3 separate regions of the Sus scrofa genome follow, and regions 2 and 3 are each linked to region 1. Evidence: chromatin contacts called from public HiChIP or PLAC-seq data. All regions are on one chromosome and are shown on one strand. The core of a region is the stretch at or near the end of the contact, and the rest is flanking DNA. Distances in the headings are between cores, read along the strand shown.

What was found. HiChIP or PLAC-seq counts read pairs in DNA pulled down with a chosen protein or histone mark.
Region 2: a contact with region 1 is called in an H3K27ac HiChIP or PLAC-seq map of skeletal muscle. The contact joins two enhancer-like sites. A contact is called at or near these places in 3 of 47 Hi-C or Micro-C datasets (embryonic fibroblasts, heart right ventricle and skeletal muscle) and 1 of 2 datasets of contacts at active chromatin or transcription factors (skeletal muscle).
Region 3: a contact with region 1 is called in an H3K27ac HiChIP or PLAC-seq map of skeletal muscle, with 2.6 times the contacts expected there. The contact joins two enhancer-like sites. A contact is called at or near these places in 1 of 47 Hi-C or Micro-C datasets (fibroblasts) and 1 of 2 datasets of contacts at active chromatin or transcription factors (skeletal muscle).

The regions. Positions count from the first base shown.
Region 1 is chr6:157,016,544-157,021,004 of Sscrofa11.1, reverse strand. No RefSeq gene overlaps it. Among named protein-coding and RNA genes, the nearest start is that of USP24, 200 kb to the left of the region's middle. Within about 2 kb of position 2,959, at least 25 of the 83 cell types and tissues checked have an H3K27ac peak or open chromatin away from gene starts, as enhancers often do. A contact at or near this core is called in skeletal muscle, where this site is marked.
Region 2 is chr6:157,161,640-157,165,785 of Sscrofa11.1, reverse strand. No RefSeq gene overlaps it. Among named protein-coding and RNA genes, the nearest start is that of USP24, 57 kb to the left of the region's middle. Within about 2 kb of position 2,040, at least 10 of the 83 cell types and tissues checked have an H3K27ac peak or open chromatin away from gene starts, as enhancers often do. A contact at or near this core is called in skeletal muscle, where this site is marked.
Region 3 is chr6:156,773,473-156,777,920 of Sscrofa11.1, reverse strand. The region is part of intron 1 of LOC102158888 (a long non-coding RNA gene); the gene reads left to right. Among named protein-coding and RNA genes, the nearest start is that of USP24, 440 kb to the left of the region's middle. Within about 2 kb of position 2,655, at least 4 of the 83 cell types and tissues checked have an H3K27ac peak or open chromatin away from gene starts, as enhancers often do. A contact at or near this core is called in skeletal muscle, where this site is marked.

The DNA of each region.
Region 1 (4,461 bases), core at 1,710-4,209:
CTTGAACATTGTGAGTTTAAGAGTTTGGACTTTGAGTTGACTATAGGAGCAACATTAATTAAAATTTATAGTAGTTTTCAAACTATATAAAACATAAAATGTATGTACAAATGTCATTAAATGTGGAAAATCAAGAAATAGGCTCTGAAATTCATTTGCCACAGATGTGATTTTTAAAAACATCTTTAGTATGTAAAGAGATCATATATAGCAATAAAAAAATTGTGAAATATGGCAGAAAAGTGGGTCAAAGGTGTAAATATACATTTCCTGGAAAAAGAACCAATGATAGCTATCCAGCTTACTAGTAATCAAAGCAATGAAAATAGAGAAAAGGTGTTTTCACTTTTTTTCCTGAAATGAAAAATTAAAAAAATGAATATTTGCATTCTGCTGAAAGAACGGTGATTTAGGTAATCCTGTTGAAAACCAATTTGACAAAATGTATTATGATCTTGAAATTTATATCCTTTGATCCAAAAATTCCATCAAAAAATCTTCTTGCAAGGAATTATGGGAGGTGTAAAAAGATTTTTATGCAAAGAATCTCATTACAACATGAATTAAATATAAAGAGTAGAAATACTGTGGGAAAAACCTTAAAACCCTAACAGTAGGAGAATAGTTGTATAAATCATGGTGCAGATATAGAAAGGATATTATAGAACCATTTTCTGTGGAAAATGGACATATATATAAAGTATGATTTTATTTATATAAAATTTATCTCTTTCTAGCACATAAACACAGGAAAAAAAATACTGGAGAGAATTATGCCAACATGTTAACAGTGCTTTTCCCTGGATTGTGGGATTGTGGATCAAAAAAAAAAATCTTCTTATTCTTTCTATATTTTCACTTTTCCCTGCTAATGTGTATTCATACTCTTTTGGAATCAGAAAAGAAACTTAATAAAAAGTTGACTTCAAAGAATGCTATCTGTGGAAGTTCCTGTTGTAGCTCAGTGGTAAGAAGCCCAACTAGAATCCATGAGGATGCAGGTTTGATACCTGGCTTAGCTCAGTGAATTAAGGATTCAGCATTGCATGAACTGTGGTGTAGGTTGCAGACATGGCTCAGATCTGGCATTGCTGTGGCCGTGGTGTAGGTCAGCAGCTGTAGCTCCCATTTGACCTCTAGCCTGGGAATTTCCATATACTGCACCTGTGGCCTAAAAAGCAAAAAAACAAAAAAATAAAAAATAAAAAAAATGTTGTCTAGCAAAAACCTTCATAACTTTGCCTCTGTGAACCATGTGAGCTGTGTATGTAAACTGTTTATTATTAATTCTATTAATAATTATGGAGTACTGACTATATGAATAATATTGTTAATAGCAATCATTCAGTACTTTCTAAATGAAAGACATTTAAACATTTTTATTTATACTATCAATTGCTACCTGTACAAGACTTATAGTAAGTATAAATGTAATAATCTTTCCCATTATATAGACGTGAAAACTGAGACTCTGATGTGTAAGTGGCTTGCTCAGAGTTACAGAGCTTTTAGGGGGTGGAGCCAGGGCTTGAACTAGGTTTTTTTTTTTTTGTTTGTTTGTTTTTTTGACATAAAGTCTCTTTTTTTGACATCAAGTCTTTTTCTATTAGAACTCCATTGTTGAAGGCACAAGCCCTTTCAACTCACAGCCTTGGGTTGGCTCAGTGCTGAGTCTGAACTCCTTTGATTCTTAGAGTCAATTGGCTGCCACAGAACTGATTTGAAGAGAAAATCCATTTTCCCTGAGGTTGAGGCAACAAGCTTTTCTTCCTGTTTTAGTCAATGAAATCAGGGAGAAAGCCCACAAGAGAGCCGAGGCAGCACCTGCTGACCTTTTTCTAAACAGAAGCCTCTGTTATCCATTTTCCTGGCCTCCACGCCTGACCCAAATCCTGCAGACAAAGTCTTCTCCTTTAGAAACATTGGTATCTTCAGCTGGGTTACGAGCCAGGCCTCCAGGTCTGGAAGCCTTTTCTCCCTCCTTCTCCACGTCTATGTGATGCTCCATGAAAGATGAACATTTTACTTGCACATGATGACTTTTTTTTAGGGCCGTACCTGCGGCATATGGAAGTTCCCAGGCGAGGGGTCGAATCAGAGCTGGAGCTGCCAGCCTATGCCACAGTGTCTGTGACCCACACTGCAGCTCCCAGCAATGCTGGATCCTTAACCCACTGAGCAAAGCCAGGGATCAAACCCACATCCTCATGGATACTAGTCAAGTTCGTTTCTGCTGCGCCACAACAGAAACTCTGATGTGACCTTCTTGTTTTTAGTTTTCCAGTTCTTCAAAGGGGGCAGTATTGGGCAGATTCACTTAGTCTCCAAGACCTGCCTTCACCTTACAGGGTTGTAGTGATAGTGATATAAAGCTTATTACTCTGTAGCCTCCACAGTGACAGGGTAACACTGGCCTTGTCCCCATACGGATCTCCACTTTTTGGCCTGGTGCCTGCATGTAGCAGGTACACAGCAGATCTTTGATGAGTTGTGGTTTGAATGAATGAACCTAGCACACTGGGCATGGCTGGGAGAGCGTGGGCACTCAGCAGCCCCTAGCCACGATGCCCTGTTAGCTTGCCCTCCCCGGTCCTTAGTCTGCATCTCTGTGTGACCAAGGGCTTGCATGCGTTGGCCTCAAGGGTCTCCTCCAGCTCTGACATCTGCGCCTAAATACTCTGTGTCTAAATACTCCTGCAGTGAGCTGGGGCTTGGGGAGGAAAGACGATCTTCCCAGCATGTGACCAGAATCATTTGATGTGTTCTCCATGTGAGACGAGGAGCACGTGTACCCTCCCAGGGCTCCCTCCGCCCCTGCCAGGACCCCATCGGGGCCTCTCGCGCATGGCAGTCCACAACATCTGTCAGAAGCACTCCATGCCAGGATGACTCTTGTCTCAAGTATGTCCTTGGAAAGCTCTGGCAATAGGGAGCCTGCCGGGAGTTTATGTAACTGGTTGAGCGGCCAGAAGAATGTTCGCAAAGGGCTCTGTGACCACTCAGGGTGAATCAACTGCAGGCTGCACGGCAGCGTGCAAACTCCGGGGGACAGAGCATCTGGGTGACAGGGCAGGAAGTTCTATCTCTACGTTTTATATTTATCTTTTATTTCTCTATCTATCTATCTATCTATCTATCTATCTATCTATCTATCTATCTATCTATCCTTTATTCCCCCTAAATGGAAGGGTTTGAGGTAGCTGACCCAAACATATAGAGTATGAGAAATAAAAGAATGAAAAATAAATGAGGAAGTCAGAAGAAGGAAAAACAAGGTTTTCTGGGGGTCCTCTGTTTGTCCCTCCCGATCCACTCTCCACCCTTCTCCGTCCTGCTCTGTGCTCTGGGGCACTGACCTGTGTAGCCTACATCTAGAGCCTCTGTGGCTGTGGCCATGGGTGTGGCCCTGGGCATGACCAACAGGAGATGAGAGGAGAGGGGGTGCTGTCATGAATTTGCATTGGGGTCCTTCTGTGGAGGACATGGATCCTTTCAAGGTGACCTTCTCAACCAGAATCTCTGTTTCTAGACAGGGGAACTGTTCTTTCCCTTGGGACGAGAAACTGGCCTGTGGTCCCTGTGTACCTCCCCTACCTCCAGCCCTCACCTCTGTAAGTAGCCCTCCTGTAAATAAAGCCTGCTTGAATTACACTAATTTCAGAGCACCATATGTTTCCTGTTAGTCTGGACTCCAACTGATACCTAAGGATAGGAAGAAAATGAGAGGCCGGCAGAAATAATACTCATAAACGAAGTAGAAATGGTAGTTCCTGTACATGTGCTCCCTCCAGAAGGCCCATGTGTGCACATGAGATGTATCTGATCCCAAGCTTCCCAGTGACCAAAGCAACAGGACCAGAGGAAGAGACCTATCTCCTCTTCCCGCTAAAGCCTAAATAAAACTCACCATCCCTGCCATGGTGATGCAGTTGTGTGTTGTGGCTTGAGTTTTGTTCCCTCCAGAGATGTGTTCAAGTCCTGTCCCCTCGTGCTTGTGAATGGGACCTTACTTGGAAAAGGGTCTTTGCAGAGGTAATCATCTTAAAATGAGGGCTCATCCTAATCCAATGACTGGGGTCCTTATAAGAAGAGGGAACCGTGGACCCAGGGAACATCAAGTGAAGATGGAGGCAGAGGTGGGGGTGGTGTGCAACCACCAGAAACTAGGCAGGGGACTGGGACAGATTCTCCCTGTTCTCCCCAAGAAACAACCCTGTTGACAGGGTTGGCTGTTTGTTTTTAGATTTCTACCCTCTGGAATTGTCAGAGAAGAAGCTGCTGTTGTTTTTAGCCAACATGTTTGCGGTTCATTCACTATGGCAGCCCTAAGGAAACTCATGCATCTTGATTTGGCAGCAAGGCTCTTCATGACCTGGACTTGCCTACCTTTCTAGAGTCATCTCCTACCACTTACCAGCTTACCCTTTCAGCTCTGGTTCTCACATATATACTGTGGTCTTT
Region 2 (4,146 bases), core at 791-3,290, 150 kb before region 1:
TTAACAATTCACAACCTGGTAACTTTTCTAGTAGTGGAGGAAGAAGGGGAATTCCCTTTGTCGCTCAGTGGTTAACGAACCCGACTAGGATCCATGAGGATGTGGGTTTGATCCCTGGCCTTGCTCGGTGGGTTAAGGATCCAGTGTTGGCTGTGAGCTATGGTGTAGGTTGCAGATGCGGCTCGGATCCTGTGTTGCCGTGGCTGTGGTGTGGGCCAGCAGCTGTAGCTCTGATTTGAGAACCTCCATACGCTGTGGGTGTGGCCCTAAAAAAAAAAAAAAGAGGCAGAAAGGGATGCCACTAGTTTTCATAGGGCTGCTGGCACTTGTAGAAGGTGTGAGGGTAGTCACACCGCGTGGGGGCAGCCTAGCAGAGTGGTCCACAGCGTGGCTCTGTGGACTCATGGACCTGGGTGTAAATTTTGGTTTTGTCACATATCTATCTACATGGCTTTGGGCAGATGACTTAACCTCTCTGAAGTTCATTCTCTGCCAGCTCCCAGCCCTACCTCCGTAGAGTGAGGTGAGTGATAATAATTACCTAAGAGGCTGGGAGTAAGCATTAAATGAGATTTTACATATATATGTGTGTGGATATGGTGTTTGGTATAGTGAGCGCCTGGCACAAGGCTCCATAAATGGTAGCTGTTTTTACTCAGTATAGTTTAGTGTTACTTTCCTCCTACCAGCCTTTTTGAGGTGTAATTGACAAATAAAAATTTTATATATGTAAGGTGTACAGCCCAATGTTTCCATATACATATACATTGTGACATGATTGCTCCCGTCAAGCTGATGGAGTGACATATCCATCCCCTCACAGAGTTGCCATTGTGTGTGTGTGTGCGTGTGGTGAGAACACTTGAACTATACCCTCGGAAAATGTCCAATATACAATACAACATTATGAACTATCTACCAGCTCTGTCTTATCATCACTAGGCTATACATCAGGTCCCGGGTCACACTCATCTTGTAACTGAAAGCTGATACCCTTTGGCCAGGGTAACTCTCTGGTAACCACCATCCTACTCTGTTACTTTGAGTCTATTTTAGATGACACATGCAGGTGACACTGTACAGTATTTGTCAGTGTTCTTTAATTCTCACGTATAACGAAGACTTGCTGATTCATTGCGTAATTAGAGAACATACACTATACAGTTCGACAGGTGCCGAGACAAGGGAAACACAGGTTGAGATGGGTGCGTAGAGCAGGGACACCTTGCAGTCTAGGCAGAAAGCCTGGAGGAGGAGGGAACTATAAGCATACCACTGGAGGCTGAGTGGGATACAGCTGGTAGAGAAAGTATGTGTGTCTGCATGTGTGTTTGTGCCAGGGAGTCGGGGCTGAAGGAGGTCAGTGTTACGGGCGAGATCCATAAACGGGACAGGACAGCATCCGAGGTAATTTAGTAAACGTTTTAATGGAGGAGAGCCTGGAATGTAGGAGCCCGACAGTGTGCTGGGTCTGCTTCATGAAGTTATGGATGTGTAAAGCTGAAAGATGGGCTGCGATGCTTAAGCTTGTCCCCCTCAGACCTGAGTTTGAGTCCTTTTCTGCCTTTTAACAACCTTACCTTGGGTTAGATACCAAACTTCTCTCAGTCTCTGTTTCTTTCGTCTTTATAATAGGGATTAAAAATCCCTGCCTGACAGGATGGGCCATCTGAGATACATCAGAGACAATCAAGCAGTTAGCGAAAGGCAGGAAGGCAGGTGTCAGGGCTTTACTAGTGGGAGTGTTTTTTTTTTTTTTTTTCCCCTGCACCCACAGTATATGGAAGTTCCTGGCCAGGGGTGGAACCCTGGAACTCCGCGTCTCAGCAGCAACCCCAGCCACTGCAGAAATAACACCGGGTCCGTCCTTAACCCCCTGCATCACAGCAGGAACTTCTAGTGGGAGTGATTTTAATCTCTGGATGTGAGTTCTTACAATGTCACATCCGGCATCTGGCCCACAAAGGGACTTTGAGGTCATGCTGCCACCGCAGACACCCAGGTGGCAGCAGGCGGAGAGGACAAGAATAGCCAGGCGCTGGGACTGAAGGAGCCTGCGAGGGCAAAGAGCTGTGGCTGAGGTGGGGCCCAGCAAGCTGGTGCCTGCTGAAAGCCGCATGCACGGAGCTAGGCTGGAAGATTTGGACCCTCTCAGCTCTGCAGTGCTTATCCAATGAGCTCAGTCCTCCTGGGCCTCAGTTTCCTTAAATGAAAAATGCAGGGGAGGTTGGCATGGCAAATTTAATCCTCGTCTTAAATGGAGAACTAGATGGAGAAGAATTCAGAAGCTTTGTACAGTAGAAGAGAGAAAAGAGCCTTCAAATCAATCAGGGGTACCTGCTTTGTGAGACAGGGGAGTTGCAGCATGTGGGCCGTGGAATTGCTAGCCTCAGAACTTGCTAGGAAGCCCTGACCCTCGTGGTGTGCTTATTTTGTATGAGGCACCATACTAAGTGCCTCATGTGAATTTTATCATTTAACTCTCCAACAACCCCATAAGGCAGGGACTATTATTATCTTCATTTTATAGATGAAGAATCTGGCACAGAGAGGTTAGGTGATTTGTCCTAAGCCACACAGTTGTTAGTTGTGACCAGTGTCTCTTCCAGCTCTCGTAGTCTATCAACACTGAAAGCACTTTTTTTTTTTTTTTTTTGCTATTTCTTGGGCCGCTCCTATGGCATATGGAGGTTCCCAGGCTAGGGGTCCAATCGGAGCCGTAGCCACCGGCCTCCGCCAGAGCCACAGCAATGCGGGATCCAAGCCGCGTCTGCAACCTACACCACAGCTCACGGCAACGCCGGATCGTTAACCCACTGAGCAAGGGCAGGGACCGAACCCACAACCTCATGGTTCCTAGTCGGATTCGTTAACCACTGCGCCACCACGGGAACTCCAAGACTGAAAGCACTTTGAGCAGAGGAGCCTTATATTTCTTTTGAAAGCTCTAGGGCCTGGTAGGCTTTCAGACCATGCTTATTGCTTTGCTGAACTCAGTGGGTCCAGCTGCCCACAGTCACTTGGGGTCTCTAAAAAGCTTCTCACACCTGGATCCAGCCTCGGATCACTTACATCTGAATCTCTGGGGCTGGGGTCTGGCCACTTGGGCCTCTTGATTCTGGCTAAATACTCTGATTCTTCACCAAATAGTAGCCCTTTTTCCCTCTTCCTGCTTCTTGGCACTGGGAGGTGCTATTGGATAGTCTATGAAGTAATAGTCGCCTCAACCCAAGAAAGGCATTTCTTTTTGTTTTGAAATTTGTATATCTCCTCTTGAACTTGGAGAACTTGGGAGATGGACCTGAACTGGCCTTATCTGTGGCTCTTTTGAATGCTAACCATTGATGGTTAAGCAAGCAGATGTATGAAGTTTCTGGTGAGTCTGAAACTTTGTTTTGCTTTTAGCCTTTCTGCAGAAGCAGGAAGAGAAGGTTTGCCAGGCATCATGTGAGGTTGGGCGGTCTGAATAATAGGTCCCCAAAGGTGTCCACGTCCTCATTCCCAGAACCTATGACTGTGTTATGTTACCTGGCAGAAGGGACCTTGCAGATGTGATTGTTAATGATCTCAAGGTGCGGAGATGATTCTGGGCTCTCCCGGGGGCGGGAGGCGGGGATGCAGTGTACTCACATGAGTCTGCAAAAGCTGGAAGGGGATGCAGAAGGGCATGTGAGGATGGAAGTAGAGCCAGAGTCAGAGAGGGTTTGAAGATGCTTTGTTACTGGCACTGAAGCTAGAGGAGGAGGCCACAAGTCATGGGATAAAGGGAGCCTGTAGAAGCTGGAAACAGGTTTTCCACTAGAGTTTCCAAAAAGAACACAAACCTGCTGACATTTTGATTTTTAGCCTAGTAAAATCCATTTTGGGTTTCTGACTTCTAGAACTGTAAGATAATAAAATTGTGTTAACTACTATATTTATGGTAATTTGTAATAGCAGCAATATGAAACTCATACATGAGGAATACCTGAAATACTCCCAAAGATAGACATTACTGTTTGGCTACCTAATGGCCATTTCTTTTCTTTTTTTCCCCCCTCATTTATTTATATTTATGGCCATTTCTAACCACTTCCTCCCTTGCTTTATTCCCAGATACTCAGATTTTCAGACTATCATGTGACCCCATGTGTCAAAAGGAAAAGT
Region 3 (4,448 bases), core at 1,406-3,905, 240 kb after region 1:
CAACAAATGAATCTACCTAAAGCTTCATTGGATGGAGTTGGTTATTGTTTCTGAAAATATCTCACAATTTCACTAATTTGGCTCCTGCTTCTTCATCAGGAAATCTCTTTCTAACTTGAAGTATTCAGCTCCACACACCTATAGGGCCCATTTTCACTAGGAAACTTCTTCTGAGACCTCAAACTAGATCATAAGAGCTAACATTTATTGAGTCCTTACATTGTGTCACACAGTGTTCTAAGCTCCTTATGTGGTCATCCTTTCTTGTCCTCACAGCAAGCCAGTGAGGTCAGTACTCTTAATATCTAACTTTACATACAAGGAGCCAGGCAGACTGAGACTCAGAAAGGCTAAACTTGTCCCTTATTGTCCCCTTATTAGGTGTTTCTAATAAGTGGTACAGCTGAGATTAGAACCTGGGCAGGCTGTCTCCAGAGCCCATGTACTTAAGTATCCTCTATCCTGCATCAGACAGAACTCCTTCCATTTCTGAGCTGTGTTGAAAGATGCTGAATGAGCCAGGCTGGTTTTGAGGGGGATGCCATACAAATGGTAAGCAATGGTTCAGGTCTGAGCTCAAACTCAAGCAATTATGTCATCTCTCTGGACTCATGATGTTCAAATCGCACTAGAAGACTCAACTATTCACCATACAAGATCACCTGTACATATAAGAATCCTCCAGCATAACCCCTGAGATTTGTAGATGTTCAATAAATGATGAATCTGAATCTAGATAGAGTAAATATGATAATCCCTTTCTCTCTGTCCACACCCTGATTTTCCAACCAATTAGATTCCCTTGGTTGTTTCTGTCACTGCACCATGCCACCTTAGAAAAATAGTGTATTTTTTCCTTGTTCTTGATCTGATTCCTTTACACATAAACTTCACACAAGCTGGATCATATCTTCCTTGCCACTGTAAACAGAGTAGCTTGCATAGCATATAACTTAAAACAAGGCATTGATAATTGCTTAATGAATGAAAAGTTCCAAATGGGAAAAGCCCTTTACATTGAAGACTTGCCTTCCTGGCCACATGGCCACAGCCAGTTGTCCTAATCTGAGTCACGTGTCCACCCCGGCCCAATTAATCTATTTCTCCAAGGAATTTGGAATTGGAATTTAGAGATGGAATCAGTTGGCTATGGGAGATAAAAAAAAATAAAATAAAAACAAAAAACTTCTGTGAACTTTGGGGCTTCTTCAGGTACTCTGGCTGTGAGACAAATTACCTTAGTGGTATATGACAACCATTTAGTATATTCATAGATTATGGGGGCCTGTTGTTCAGGCAGGGCACAGTGGGAACAACTTGTATCTGTTATACCATGTTTGGCATCTTAGAAGATTTAGAGGGGTAGGGGAGGGCTGGAATCATCCCAAGCTTCACTCATTCACATGTCTGGTGGTTGATGCTGGCTGTCTCTGGGGGCCTCAGTTCCTCTCTGTACGGTGTCTCATCACATGGGTTAGTTTGGGCTCCCGCACAGCCTGGTAAGTAGGTTCCAAGAGTGTCCCTAGAGAGAGCACCAAGTGGATGTCATATTGCCTTTTATGACTTAGCCCCAGAATGAACACAACATCATTCATTCTATTCATCAAGGCACTCACAAAGCCCAGCCTGGCTTTAACAGGAGGAGAAAGAGATTTTTCCTCTTAATGGGGAGTGGCCAGTTTCTGGAAGAACATGTAGGATTGAAATGTTGCAGTTGTCAATTTGGAAAACACGGTCTGCCACAGGTCCTGAGGCAGCCATTTAGGAAGCAGCCGTGATACGTTATGTTCGAGAAAAGTCACAGATGGATTATAGGGAAAGGGTGGTTAAATGGAGAAAGCCAAGGAGTGTAGAAAGGAAATCTCATTTGGCCAGAAAGAGGCAGAATGTTATAGATTGGATTTCCCCAAGGAGATACTCAGAATTTGGGGTGCACCCTGTTGATTAGGGATCAACACCCATAAAAAAAAAGCAGGAGCAGGCAATATTAGGTAGAGGAGAAGCTGAACTATGATAGAGTTCCAACAAAGCTCAGCCAGCACTATAGTTGGGTGTTCTGGAGTAAATTTTTCCCATCAGAATTGTCCCTCGTCGACTGGACCTTTATATGCTGCCTTGCTTAATCGTGGGCTACTCTAGTAAGGGCATGACCTTGAGGGAGACTGGCCTCGTAGCTAAGGTGGACCCTGAGGGAGCTGATAGTTGGAAGCTGTCTGCTGATGGCACCCCCTTGAGCTGGGCAGTAAGTTATTCCTAGAAGTGGGATTTGTGTGATATGTCTCTGTGTCTACCACAAGGGAGGGAAGCCTTTCCAGTTCTCATGTGTTCTGGTTGTCCTGCAAGTGGGTTTCATAAAATATCCTGGTGTATTTACAATTCATCACTCTTCCATTAAGTTGACTGGGTTTCCATGTCTTGCAATTCAATATACCAGCCTAAGGCTCTAGGTCTCAGTTTCTCTATCTGCAAAGCAAGGGGGTTGGATGGGCCTCCCTGTTTTGGAATCCTGTGATTCTTATCCACTGGGCTGCCGGCTTTTATACAGCTGGCCCTGCAGTAAGTGGAATACAGCTCGCTTGTTGCTGAGAGCTTCTTATCAGATACAGACCCAGACAGACGCAGTCTGGCTTAGCCGTTCATGTGATTTATTCACCCTGCTCAGAAGAAAGCGCCAGGTGATATCTGAGCTGTGGCAGCAATCAGCTGGCTCCCAACACATTCCAGGTATAAAAATAGAATTATTGAGCCTTGGTGCTCCTTCGGAACAGATTTCAGAGTCTAGGAACACAGAGGTGGCCTGGAAAATGTTGGGAAACTCAGTTCCTACCTCTGAGCCTCCGTTTCCTCACTTGGCATGTACAGCAGTGCTAATGGAAGCCAACTGTTGAGGGCACTAAGAATGTGGATGTTGGACAGTTCCAGAAATCAGATTTCCATCCAAAAAATCCTCCAGAATGGCTGAGAAGTATAAGTTTGAACAACCATGCATTATTGGAGTTGCACAAACCTAGATTTAAATTATAGAAACTTAGTCTCTCTGAGTATGTTTCCTCACTAGTGTATCTAAAACCTATCTCATAGGCTTATTTGGAACACTTGAAAAATAATGTGTTATAAAGCATTTAGTACAAGGAATATTCTTTCCATTTGCAAATTTCATTGGAGTGTAGTTGACTTACAATGCATTAGTTTCAGGTGTGCAGCAAGAAACAGTTCATATGCATATATCCATTCTTTTTTCCCATATAGGTTATTATAGAGTATTGAATAGTTTTCCCTGCACTATGTTAGTTATCCATTTTAATGTTAGTTATCTATTTTATATCCAGTAGTGGGTAGATGTTAACCCCAACCTCCCAATTTATCCTTGCTCCCTATGGTTTTCCCTTTGGTGACCATGAGTTTAACTTTAAAATCTGTGAGTTTGTTTCTATTTTATAAATAAGACCTTTTTTTTTTTCTTTTTAGGGCTGCACCCATGGCATATGGAGGTTCCCAGGCTAGGGGTCTAATTGGAGTTACAGCTGCCAGCCCACATCATAGCCACAGCAATGCAGGATCCTAAACCCACTGAGTGAGGACAGAGATTGAACCCACAACCTCATGGTTCCTAGTTGGATTTGTTTCCGCTGTGCCACAATGGGAACTCCTATAAATAAGTTCTTTTATATCATTTTTTATTATATGCCACATATAAGAGTTATCATGTGATATTTATCTTTCTCTGTCTGGTTTAACCTTCACTTACTGTGAAAATCTCTAGGTCCATCCATGTTGTTGCAAATACAATTATTTCATTCTTTTTTATGGCCAAGTAATATTCATTGTGTGTGTGTGTGTGTGTGTGTGTGTGTGTGTGTGTGTATCACATCTTCTTTATCCATTCCTCTGTTGATGGACATTTAGGTTGCTTCCATGTCTTGGTTATTATAAATAGTTCTGCAACAAACATTGGGGTGTATGTATCTTTTTGAATTATGGTTTTCTCCAGATATATGTCTAGGAGTAGATTTGCTGAATCATATGATAGCCCTATACTTAACTTTTTAAAGAACTTACAGACTATTCTCCATAATGGTTGCACCAATTTATATCCCCACCACCAGTGTAGGAGGGTTTCCCTTACTCCACTCCATCTCTAGCATTTATTGTTTGTAGATTTTTTGATCATGGCAATTCTGACTGGCATGAGGTGATACCTCTATCATTAGTGTCGAAGGGGAATATAGACTTTCCTTTTCTTCTTTTTCTTTCTTAAGTTACAGGTGTTCAATAGAGTGATTCACAATCTTTAAATGTTATACTCCATTTATAGTTATTAAAAGATATTGCTATGTTCCCTGTGTTGTACAGTGTATCTTTATAGCTTATTTTATCTCTAATAGTCTGTACCTCTTAGTCCCCCACCCTTATATTTCTCTTCCTCCCTCTCCTCTTCCCACTGGTAA